Linked DNA regions of Anas platyrhynchos: region 1 is linked to region 2. A link is a contact called in public Hi-C data. All regions are on one chromosome and are shown on one strand. The core of a region is the stretch at or near the end of the contact, and the rest is flanking DNA. Distances in the headings are between cores, read along the strand shown. Region 1 overlaps AFG2A (AFG2 AAA ATPase homolog A). Region 2 overlaps AFG2A (AFG2 AAA ATPase homolog A).

The links. A called contact is a pair of places that touch in the nucleus more often than the background predicts.
Region 1: a contact with region 2 is called in a Hi-C map of small yellow follicle, with 2.1 times the contacts expected there. The contact joins two enhancer-like sites. A contact is called at or near these places in 2 of 8 Hi-C or Micro-C datasets (skeletal muscle and small yellow follicle).

What each region holds. Positions count from the first base shown.
Region 1 is chr4:46,164,323-46,169,782 of IASCAAS_PekinDuck_T2T, reverse strand. The region is part of intron 14 of AFG2A (AFG2 AAA ATPase homolog A); the gene reads left to right. Among named protein-coding and RNA genes, the nearest start is that of NUDT6, 100 kb to the left of the region's middle. Within about 2 kb of position 2,847, at least 2 of the 8 cell types and tissues checked have an H3K27ac peak or open chromatin away from gene starts, as enhancers often do. A contact at or near this core is called in small yellow follicle, where this site is marked.
Region 2 is chr4:46,098,824-46,104,012 of IASCAAS_PekinDuck_T2T, reverse strand. All of the region lies in intron 15 of AFG2A (AFG2 AAA ATPase homolog A), which reads left to right. Among named protein-coding and RNA genes, the nearest start is that of SPRY1, 42 kb to the right of the region's middle. Within about 2 kb of position 1,817, at least 2 of the 8 cell types and tissues checked have an H3K27ac peak or open chromatin away from gene starts, as enhancers often do. A contact at or near this core is called in small yellow follicle, where this site is marked.

The DNA.
Region 1 (5,460 bases), core at 1,598-4,097, 65 kb before region 2:
GTTTGGAAAAGGTAATTTGCATTACCTTCCTCCTTCAGACGACGAGGCCAATCCAAAACTTAGAGACACTCAGGATGTTTATTCTTCACGTTCGAACTCTAGATTGCATGGATTTTGCTTGTCTTTAGACAGTGTAAGAGGTAGAGCTGTCTCTTTACTCAGCCCCCTGTGGTTAACAGAGAGTGAAACTGTGCCAGCAGCAGGGAGGAGGGAAGGCAATCTAATGACTAACTATTTATTGCACTTGATTGTCACCCGGGCTCTGATGTGCCCATTTCCTTGTGTCTGAAATCAGGTCTCTGCAGCTGATGTTCTAGCTACTCCATCTGCAAAAGGATAATGTGTTCCTTAAATGAAATTTTTTACAAGTATTTTATAGCAGTTGGAGAAAACCCTTCCTCCAGAAATAAACACAGGAATTTACTGCTGAAACCACGCTGTTGCTGAAGAGGATGGGACATAATTGGTGCCTCCTGGGACAGGATTTAAATTACTTGTTATGCTTAACGAAACACACTCATGTTTTCTAACACTTATTTTTCCTTTTTTGAACACTACCGCAGTTTAATATGTTCTAAGTCACCGAGTCCCATTGTCTTCTCATTTTCTTCTACTCTTTCATTGTCTCCCTCTTTCCCTTTCTCCTCTCGCTGCTCCCCTCACATGCTCCTTGTAGTTAACATGTGGCAACTGGCCAGATCCCAGGTAACAGAGGCTTGTGTCTGGTGCTTTACTCAAACACTTGAGGAATTAGCAAGTGGATGATGCTCAGGTCATATGGAAAGTATTGCTTTTTTTATTTTATTTTAACATCAGATGGTTTTTGTCTCCTAAAACCAGATAAAATAAATTAGATGATGATTTCATTAATTGGAAATAATAGCCTCTTCCTACCTGCCATTATGTGGGAATACTTTAGGGGAAAAGCCATGTACGATGTCAATGCTTTATTTGGCTGACAGTAATGAGGGAATCCATGAGCTTAGCAACAGTACATCTAAAACCAAGTCTTTCAATATAAGCCATATTAATAGATGCACAGAAATCAATTCCATTTTAGATGTCCAAATTTCCTAACTATTCACTTTTGCAAATTTAGTTCTCACATGCAGAGAATTAATAAACATTCTCTCATTCATTTCCAGTTTGGTCAAAGTTTTTTGTTTCATTTTTGTGCTTGTTTTTTTGTACTAAAAGGGAATGCCCTTGGGAAATACCCCCAAAGACTATGTTCACAAAGAACAGTGATAATAAAATTCCCATATGAGATGGGAACTGATTGATGGCAAGGTAAGTTCATAAACACTGGTCCCAGAGTATGGACTGCTTGACTTTTCTAAAGGTCTGCTTGCTTTTCCCTGTGCCCTTGGAAACTTTGCTGGGGTTCCAACTCCAAATCCACGCCTGGTTTCACTCCAGCATGTACCAACGTATGGTGTTGTGTACTTGTGGAAGTTTTAGAGAGATTGCAGGTGTTCCTTATGAGGGACAAGCTCCTGCAGCCTTGACTGTCAGGCAGCTGTTGTGTGACTATGTTCATGGGACCTTCTTTTACAAAAATAAATCTAAGTAGCAGAAAAGATACAAACAACTAGTGGGAGGCTTGTGAGTGGATGTAAGGAGGGTACCTACAGATGTACATGGTACTCTCCCTCAGAATATTTGAGGGAATTGCAGTTTCTGTGATGGCTAAAGTCCATTAACAGGTGAAACAGTGAGCAGCTGTGGTAAGGTAGATAAAATGCATCTGCTCAAAACCATATGGGAAACTAAAAGCAACCTAGGAATTAGATCCGAGTTTCTTTAAGTCCAGTTACCCATTTTGCTCGGCTACTCTTTTATGCCTTTTTCCCCCTCATTGATTTTTTTTTTTGTTTTTTAAAGTGAGCTATAGAACAGGGCTCTAGTGAATTGAGCAGCAACTCATTTCCTTTGCGATCGCCAGGAAATACACTGAGCAATTAAGGATGGCTGGATGGGAAAAGGTCTTTCATTTCACTGAGATACAAAGGTTCCCAGGCCTTCCTGGCTTTTCAGCAGCCTACCAGGTGGTCTGACTTGGAGCTCAGTTCCCTGTCTTCCTACGTCCAGCGTAGCAGCAAACTTGAGGAAATGGGAATGAAGGCCTGAAGGATTTTTTAAAAATGTTTCATCACTTAACACTTCTTTCGCAATTCTCAGTTTCTGTTTCCTGTCTGCTTCTGTGTTATCTAGATGAAGAACAGAGAAAAGCATTGCCACCAACAGCACATAGCTGATGCATGGAGTATTCCGTATTAAGAAGTATCTCGTAGCAATCCTTGCACTCTCAATGCATGTAAGGATTAGTAAGTACAATGGAAGTTTTAAAGGAGGCAAAGGGAAGAATCCACGTGTATTGCACAGAGATGCTTAATAGCTGTTTGTCTTTCAAATGTTGACCTAAAAATGTAGCATGTCCCCAGCAATGCAAGCTCCACTTGGCAGCAAGCTGCAGCTTGTTGCAATGCAGCATGCCCACTAGTGCAAAATGAGACTATTAATATTTCGTGTGGAAACATGACTTTTGGCTTGAAACTGATAAGAGATCTACGAGATAAAAACAACTAAAAACTCCAGCAAGTCCTAACAAAATGCTTTTTAAATAATGCAGACTGAATAAATATTGTTCTTTATTGAAAACCTGTTCACTATTAGCGGCTATCTTTTGCCATTTACTTCTGTAATATCTGAATAGCAATGCCAATGGGATTTATTAGGAGAAAAACAAAAGTTTTTTATTCCCAAAAGAATTAGGATCTCTTGAGTCATTGCTGATTTATCAGTCCTGAAAGAAACTGGATATAGACATATTCCTATCTGCAGACATTCGTATCTAAAACATAGTTTGACTTGAACTTCTGGTTCCTTTCCTCCAGTGTGGAGAACTCACTATCTCTTTTAAAAGAGACCTCAAGGTCATAACAGCTGGTAAATGTATTGAACTGTTTTATTCATTTCTTGATAGTGCTATGGATTTATTTATTGTTCCTTTGTGTGTGTGCACGCGTGGGTGGATTATCTCAGTTTTGTCTCTCCTTCTTGTTTCCCTTCCTTATTTTACTGTTCACGCTGTGGCAGTGCCTTCACCATGGTTTTGAACTCTGATGTTCATAGCCAAATAATGCTATTCTAAATTTTAAATATTTTCTGACCAGTAACATAGCTTCTGGGTCCTTTACCTCCACAGCTTTAAGTGCCCTGTGATCTATTTGTGAGAGCAATCACAGGATTAAGGCAAGCAAGAAGTGCTCAGCTGGGCTTTGCCCCTTCCTGGTTCTGTAAGTTTTGTTAGTCAACACATCTCCAGCCTCCAAAGGGAGAAAGCTGACTTAAGTGTCTCAACAAAGCGATGTGGGAATTAATTAATTGCATATACAAATTGTTTTAGGAATGCAAAGAATGTTTTGGCAAGATTGTCAGGTGGTGTAAATTGGTACAGCTCAGCTGAATGGAGCAGCAGCTCAATATACATGGCACATGTTTTGATATATGTTGTTACAGTTCTCCTTTTGCTTTGAACTGTTGGGTATGTCATCATCGACTGGCATTTTCATGCTTGAGATATGTAATTGTTTGAGAGAAATATATCTGATTATTTTTTTTTAGCTCTGTAAAATGCACAGGAACAATTTCTAGAGTATCTCACTGTCACAGTACGTACCAAGATTCACAGTTTGCCTCCACTGGTATTGGCATCTAAGAGGATTTTCTTTCTAAAAGGGAGGAGTACGGCACTTACCTGTAATTGTAGAAGCCTTGTATTCATTCGAAAAGATCCCAGCTCCTCATAAAGAATGCTGTCCTGTTATCTGTGGGGACAATCTGTCAGCCTTCACAAATGACAGCAGGGAATTTCGAATGCGGTTCCCAGGATGCCTCCGCAGCCTGGAACATCAGAATGCTGTGCTGGGGGAGCTCTGCTAGAGTTTTTGGCCTAGAAAAATGTTTATATATGTTAATTTGCAGTATAGGTTTGCAGAATATAATCTGGTATACTATGATATTACTCTTCAGTTGCAGCAAAGAGCAGGAAAATAGGAAAAATATGTGATCCCCTACAGTTATTGCGGAGGCTTGATAGCATAGGCACAGATAAAGCTGTACTCCCAGAGTTGTGTTAATGTCATTGGAACACCTGATTTTTGTATAATCTCATATTTTAGAGAGCAAAAGAGACAGAGGGCTCTATATACATGTGCACATAATAAATGTCAGTCTGGTTTATTCTTTTAGAATTAATGTATGTGGAATGAGAGCTTCTGTGAAAAACATTAGCCTGGGTGAATATTCTTGCCAGTACAGCATTTGCATGATTGATGAATGATGTCTTGGTCATGGAAGCCCTTGAGGAACAGAGTACAAATAGCCTTTTTTTTTTTTTTTTTAATACTTTTTCAGAGATTTTACAGGTAAATCGTTGAATTAAGTGGAATTTTAAAAATGTTGTCTTTTGACCACAGTGGTAAAGGGTGCTACATTTCCTTCTCATGAGTTCCTGTTTGGGACAGACAAAGCAGATGTTTGGCTTGGAAGCAGGCTTTATTTGGCATAGTGGCAGGAAGTACTGAGAGATTTGCTATTGACATTTAATCCCTGATGTTTCTGTAGACTGTAAGACTTTTTTTTTTTTCCTTTTCTCTCTCTCCCTCTCTCTTTTTTTTTTTTTTTTTTTTTGCTCACTTGAATCTATGTAAAATGAACTGAAGTCATAATACGTATTTGGCAAGAGAGCTGGAAATACTGTATTCTGTTTCTTATACTCTTGACAGTCTTACTCATAAATCCCAGTCCCCTGATTCCTCTGATCAGACTCAGATTTTTTTTTTTATGCAGGTGTTTAAAACGTGAAATTAGATGTTTCCCCCAAAGCTGTACGTCTGATCTCCATCAGCACAGCAATTGAACTAAAGGGCCTGTCCTCCCCGCCATTCTGGCTTAAGGAAGTTTCCTTCTGCATCTGGTCCAAAATAAATAAATAAACAAAAGCAGCTGAGACGATAACTGGTCTGAGAAGGCAATCAAGCTGAACTGCTTGAGCACACTGAGATGAATTACTGTTCTAATAAACTCCTGTGGCTTGTCTGTAAAACCTCCGTGAGGGGAGTTTTCATGCACAAAGTTAGTTTGCAGAGATTTTTGCTGCAAAAATCTTAAGTGTAAAAAAAGAACTTGACCTGTTTCCCTATGTTTGCATCTTCAGCTAATAGTCTATCAAGGTATTGTGGGTCTTGTTAATGTGGATTTAAAATTAATTATTATGGTTTTAAAACAATGCCGTATGCAGAATACTTGGGAACTTGTTTCTTTCCTATACAAGTGTTACTGTCCCTTCTGGGTTGATAATCATGATCTGTTACCTAGACAATACAGGAGTCTGATACCCTGGGCCATGCTGAAAAGGGCTCTTCTGTGCAATAAAGTCATGTCAGCAGCATTTTA
Region 2 (5,189 bases), core at 568-3,067:
ATTCAGGTGAGCTGCCAGGTGCGTGCCATGCCAATGCCACAGCTGGGGGCATTTCAGTTACGGCTTCGGTGTAGGTGCACCCTGGTGAGTGCCGACCTTCACAGGAAGTGCCAAGCCTGCAGCCTGCCTTGAATCCTTTTTTTTTTATATATATATATTAAAAAAGAAAAGCATCACAGGATATAAGCAGTACTGTTCAGCACTGTGTCATGATGACAACTGCGTTTTACTTTTTAGATAACTTTTGACTAAACTTTTGTTAAACTGATAGCTTTTAACTTGTTAAAAGCACCATGTGGAGCACAATAGGAAAGCTTGCTAAAGTATGAAATATAGAATTAAGAAACTGTGGCAATAAATCTCTCTTCTGCCAATCCTGCATTTCATTTGAAACCGCCCTGGACTTGCAGGGAGATGGTTGGATCGTATAAGAGGTTTCTTCTTTCTTGTGAATTTCATAATTCATTTGACACATCATATTCAGTAAGAGGTAAACTGTATTTCAAAGCCTGAAACAGTGCTGGTGTTCAGATTTATCATTGAAATCTGTTGTTACACAAGGCTCGGAAGGCATTCAGCATTGTATGTGGCAGCATCTGTGGGCCACCGACGTAACAGGAGAAACACTTGTGTCGTGATGCCTGCCTAGTTCCACATACAGCCAGGTGCTGGGACTGGTCTTCCCTGTAGAGAGACTTTCGGAGAGATTGCCAGCCAGTTTTACTCGAGAGAAGCCTAAGCAGAGGGCTGCAATGACAAAGATGATGATCCAGTCCTCTTCTTATACATGAGGTATTTTAGTTCAGAGTTGTGGTTTTGAGACCTTTGTGTTATGAGCTATCATCACCTAAAAGAACTGAGGATAATTTTCTAGTCTGTTTGCCTTATTTCTTCTCATTTACTAAGTTGGACTATTTTTGCAATGTGCAGACTCAAAATCAGGACTTATGTTCACAATACTGTTGTAAATTGCATTATTGTAAATTGAGTCTTTGGCAGGACACACATCTGTTTCAGCACCTGGCTCCTGTGGGATGTTCCCAGTAAGTTCCCTATCAAAACCAGTGTAGCTTGGGCTGGTGCTGGTTTCACTGCCATTTTGACACCATGTCATTGAAAGAGAGACTTGGACAACATAGCAAGGAAGCTTTGAAAGTTGATAAATTAAAAAATAAAATAAAATAGTTTAAGGGGGGGGGGGGGGAGGGGAGAAAGCAGACGTACCATGCTTTAAACAAGGAGTCTGTTTTAATAAAGCAGAGAGTACTGAAGAAATTCACATGGATTAAAGCAAAACAAAAACAATGAGACAGAAAATAAGGAAAAAAGTAACATGGATAATATGGGAGAAGCTGAGGGATTATCAGAACCAAGCATGCATCTTTCAGGAAATTGTAATCAATCTAAAGAAACATTCATAGCAAAGAAAATGGCTGGAAATTCAGAATGAACATGAATAAATAAATAAATGAGGAGGGGGTGGAAGAGTAATGCAGCAGTTGAGCCTACAAAAAAGTGCTTAACACTGCTGTCTGTACGAAGGTAAGTAAAGAGAGCAAGTTAAGGTAGATGCCAGGGCCAGTGACAGCACCGGGGACTAGAGGAGCCCCTCTGCTCATCTCGCGGTGCTGGGGCTCCCGAGGCTTTTTCTGCCGAGCCAGTGCAGATCCTTGCTATATCCCCTGGTGAGCGTCGCTCGTGCTGTGGTTTCTCAAGGTGAACAAAACGACGTTGTTGGTGTTAAAATGATAAACCTAGTCCAGTCCTAGTCCAGTCAGGATCCGCACAGAACAGGTTGTTCCCTGCAAGTCGGAACAACGCTGATAACATTTGGCAGGAATAGCAAATATGCATTAATATTTGCACTACGATAACAGAGGGATTCTATTTTGAGGCTTATATTTGATAGTAATAATTCATCCTTGTTTCTGATATGATTCCTGAAAGAAAGTATCTCCCTCCTGCCGTGAAGGGGTTTTCTCGAAAGTCTCCCCTTTTTACAACGGAGCTTTTAGTCACTTTATTTTTACCATTGAAAAGCCAGCAGTTTTATTGTACTAATGCTTAGCCTGCCAGGACTTTTTAGCACCAGATTTTTTTCATTTGAAAATAGTGAGGGTTTTTTGTTGTTTGCTTCTTCTTAATTCATATACAGCATTTAAGGAAAGCTTAATTAATCCCAGCATGCAGGGAGAGGAAACAGTGTTTCAGCAATTGAGAATATAATTAGCTACATTTATACAGAAGTGATTGTATTTCCTAAATCCTTTTATTATTATTATTATTTATTTTTTCTTTATGAGTTTGGGACTAGGGATGGAGGGCAGGCACAGGCTCTGTGAAAAAACAGGGGTAATAAAAAATACTTTCATGAAAAAAAAAGAAGTCTGACGAGCTATCTCTATTCTTCTGCAGAGCTGAAAAACTGTTCTTACTCTTAAAACTCTTTGACAGAGGTGGAGTTTAAACTTAGGCTGAGGAAGTTTGCAAAGATTGGAAAAGCCACACGAGCTGAATCCTGTTCTCAAGGTGTAAACATAGGATGATAGGGCTGGTATTGGGTATGAAGGCCAGACTTTTTACTGTTTTTTATTAAAATATTTTGTTACTTCTGCTGCAAATTAGCATTGGTTTGAACATTTTCTCTCTTAAGTATTGTTCAGTCTTCCTCATTAAAAAAACATTTCCTCAATAATAATAGATTCCATATGTAGATGTACTATGTAAAATGATACATATTAATGTAAGTAATCATATATGGAAATGTTTTTTTGCTTTTCACCAAGTAATGACTCTTTGCATTTCAGCCTTCTGTCCCCCAAACAAGCAGAACAACAAGTAAACCTGTTGAAGGGAAATTGTTTCAAATAATTTTCCAGATACCACATTTTCTCAGTTCAGATGGAGCTGGCGAAGGAGCTGGCCAGTAGAGATCGACCAGTCTTCTTCCAAGAACAACTTGACTCTTTCGGCAGCGTGGTCAGTACCACGCATCCATGTGTGCCTGACAACTAACTTACTGAGAGGCCTCAGTTCAGGAAAGCTGTTACCCATGTGCTTGGCTTAAGAAGTGAGGGCAAGTCCCTTCTGGTTCAGAAACCTTTGCACTGACTGGGAGTAAATGGGCTCCTAAGTGTGCTTACAGCTGAGCATTTGCTGAAGTGTTTTGCTGAACAGCCCTGTTGTGGTGAGACAGAAAGACTTTATAGTGCCTCGCACATCGTCTCAGAAACATATGGGGAAAGTATTTCTTGAAAAGAAGGAAAACAAAATCCTTTCCTTTTTAAAGGTTTACTACAGTATTCCAAAATTCTCCTGTAGAAATAACACTCACCCTCAAATTCATACAAAAAAAAGAGCTCAAAAAGCAGAGTTCCTTTATGAAATCTATTTTTTCATCTTTTGTGCATGATTGTGAGAAAAGGAATATGGTCATGTGTTTTGGTTAAACCTTATAGCACAATGCAGTCAAGCAGTCTGGCAGATGAGATGTTCTCCAGCTCTCCTGTAGCAGATGAGCTTCTGGCTTCTGTGTGGTGGATGGCGTGGGGAGAGCAACAGGCGCTCTTCACTGCTGACAGCTGCATGTGCAGCAACACTTAAAAGATTATCAGGACTGTTTCCCAAACCAAAAGAGATACACCAGATTTTAATTCAACCCAAAGGTGGATGATGATGATAATTTAAAAAAAATAATAATAATCCTGAATTAACCGAAGTAGTATAGGCCATTGCTCTCTCATTACTTACATAGAAAAAAAAAAAAAGCAGTTAAGATTGTAGGTTTCTTGTCATTTATTTATTTTATTATTTATTTATTTATTTATTTTTACCTTAGGAGAAGATTTCAGAATGTTTTGGCTTGAAAAGGTTTTAAGTATTTCAATTCAAAATTACTTTTTCAAGATTTCCTTTCAATTCTGCTGCTAAGCATATTGTGTGAGGTTGAATTCGAACTGTTGTTTATTTGCTTTTGGATTAAATGACATATTCTGCTAGAGAAATATTCAGTTTTCTGTTCAGCAGAAAATCTTTGCAATTCTGCTTTTGGATGAACCTGAAATGAGAGGGGGTTTGGTTTTCTGAAATGGGAAGATAAAAAAAAAAAAAAAAAAAGCTACTTCAGCAGATGTTGATAAATGGCACTTTTACTTCAGCATGAGCATCAATTTTCAGTCTTTACGTACTACACTTCTTCATTGTTCTTTCATTAAGAACATGGAGACGACTGAGTAGCACAAATACTTTCACGTTTATTTCTATTTCTGCACAGTACTTTTGAGGGAGAACTCAACTCTTGGAAGATAACGCTTTCTCAGGTGGAAATAGTAAAGTTGTAGGAAATAGGTGTTAGAGACTCTATAGAGGAATATTTAGTTGATCTGTATCTTAAAACGTACTCTGTTTTGAAAACGTATTTAAATGATTGTATGATTATACATAGTTGTGGGTGACTAATCTAGTCTATTGCTGCAGGTCATGGGAATAGTCATAAAAAGTATTTATTCTGAACATGAACCCGGATGCATGCTTTCCCTGCATGTTTCCCATATGTTCCACAAGTAAACAGTAAATCAGATAGAGAGGAATTGAGGAAAGAGACGCAGTGGGTGAGTGAGGAGTCTGCAGCACTGGAGCTGCAGCCTGACGTGGTTGGAAGTTGTAACTTGTTTCTCTGAGAAGAAAAGAAAAGAAGGAATTAATCTAAGTGGAACAAACGTGCTTCACAGACATAGAAACCCACAAAAAAAAAAAAAAATAATTAAAATCTTTATCAGAAAAGGATTGATGGGGAGGTGCAGAGAAAACCGGCAGTCTCTGTGCCATTTGCTCACGGGTACTTAGTGCTGCAGCAGGGGCTGGCACTTCTCTGCAGACTTCAGCCTTCATTGTCGTCTCCTGAAACCAAAGCATTTAGGGAATTGCTGGCTCAGTTTGACACCTCCCTGTTCCTGTCTCTATCGACCTTTCCCGGTTGTACCCCCCCAGGGTATATCCGCCTGCTGTGATGTCCTGTCGGAGAGGTGCTTTGGTCCTCACTGCCTCTGTCAGGAAACCTGAGCCTCTTTGCTGACTTGTCCTGGGGAGACAGGAAGAGGGCAGATGAGCTCTGTGGGATATGGTTAGCGGTCTGACCTGTGAGGAAAGCAAAAATGCATTTTCTAATATAGTTCAGGAGCACTTGAGAA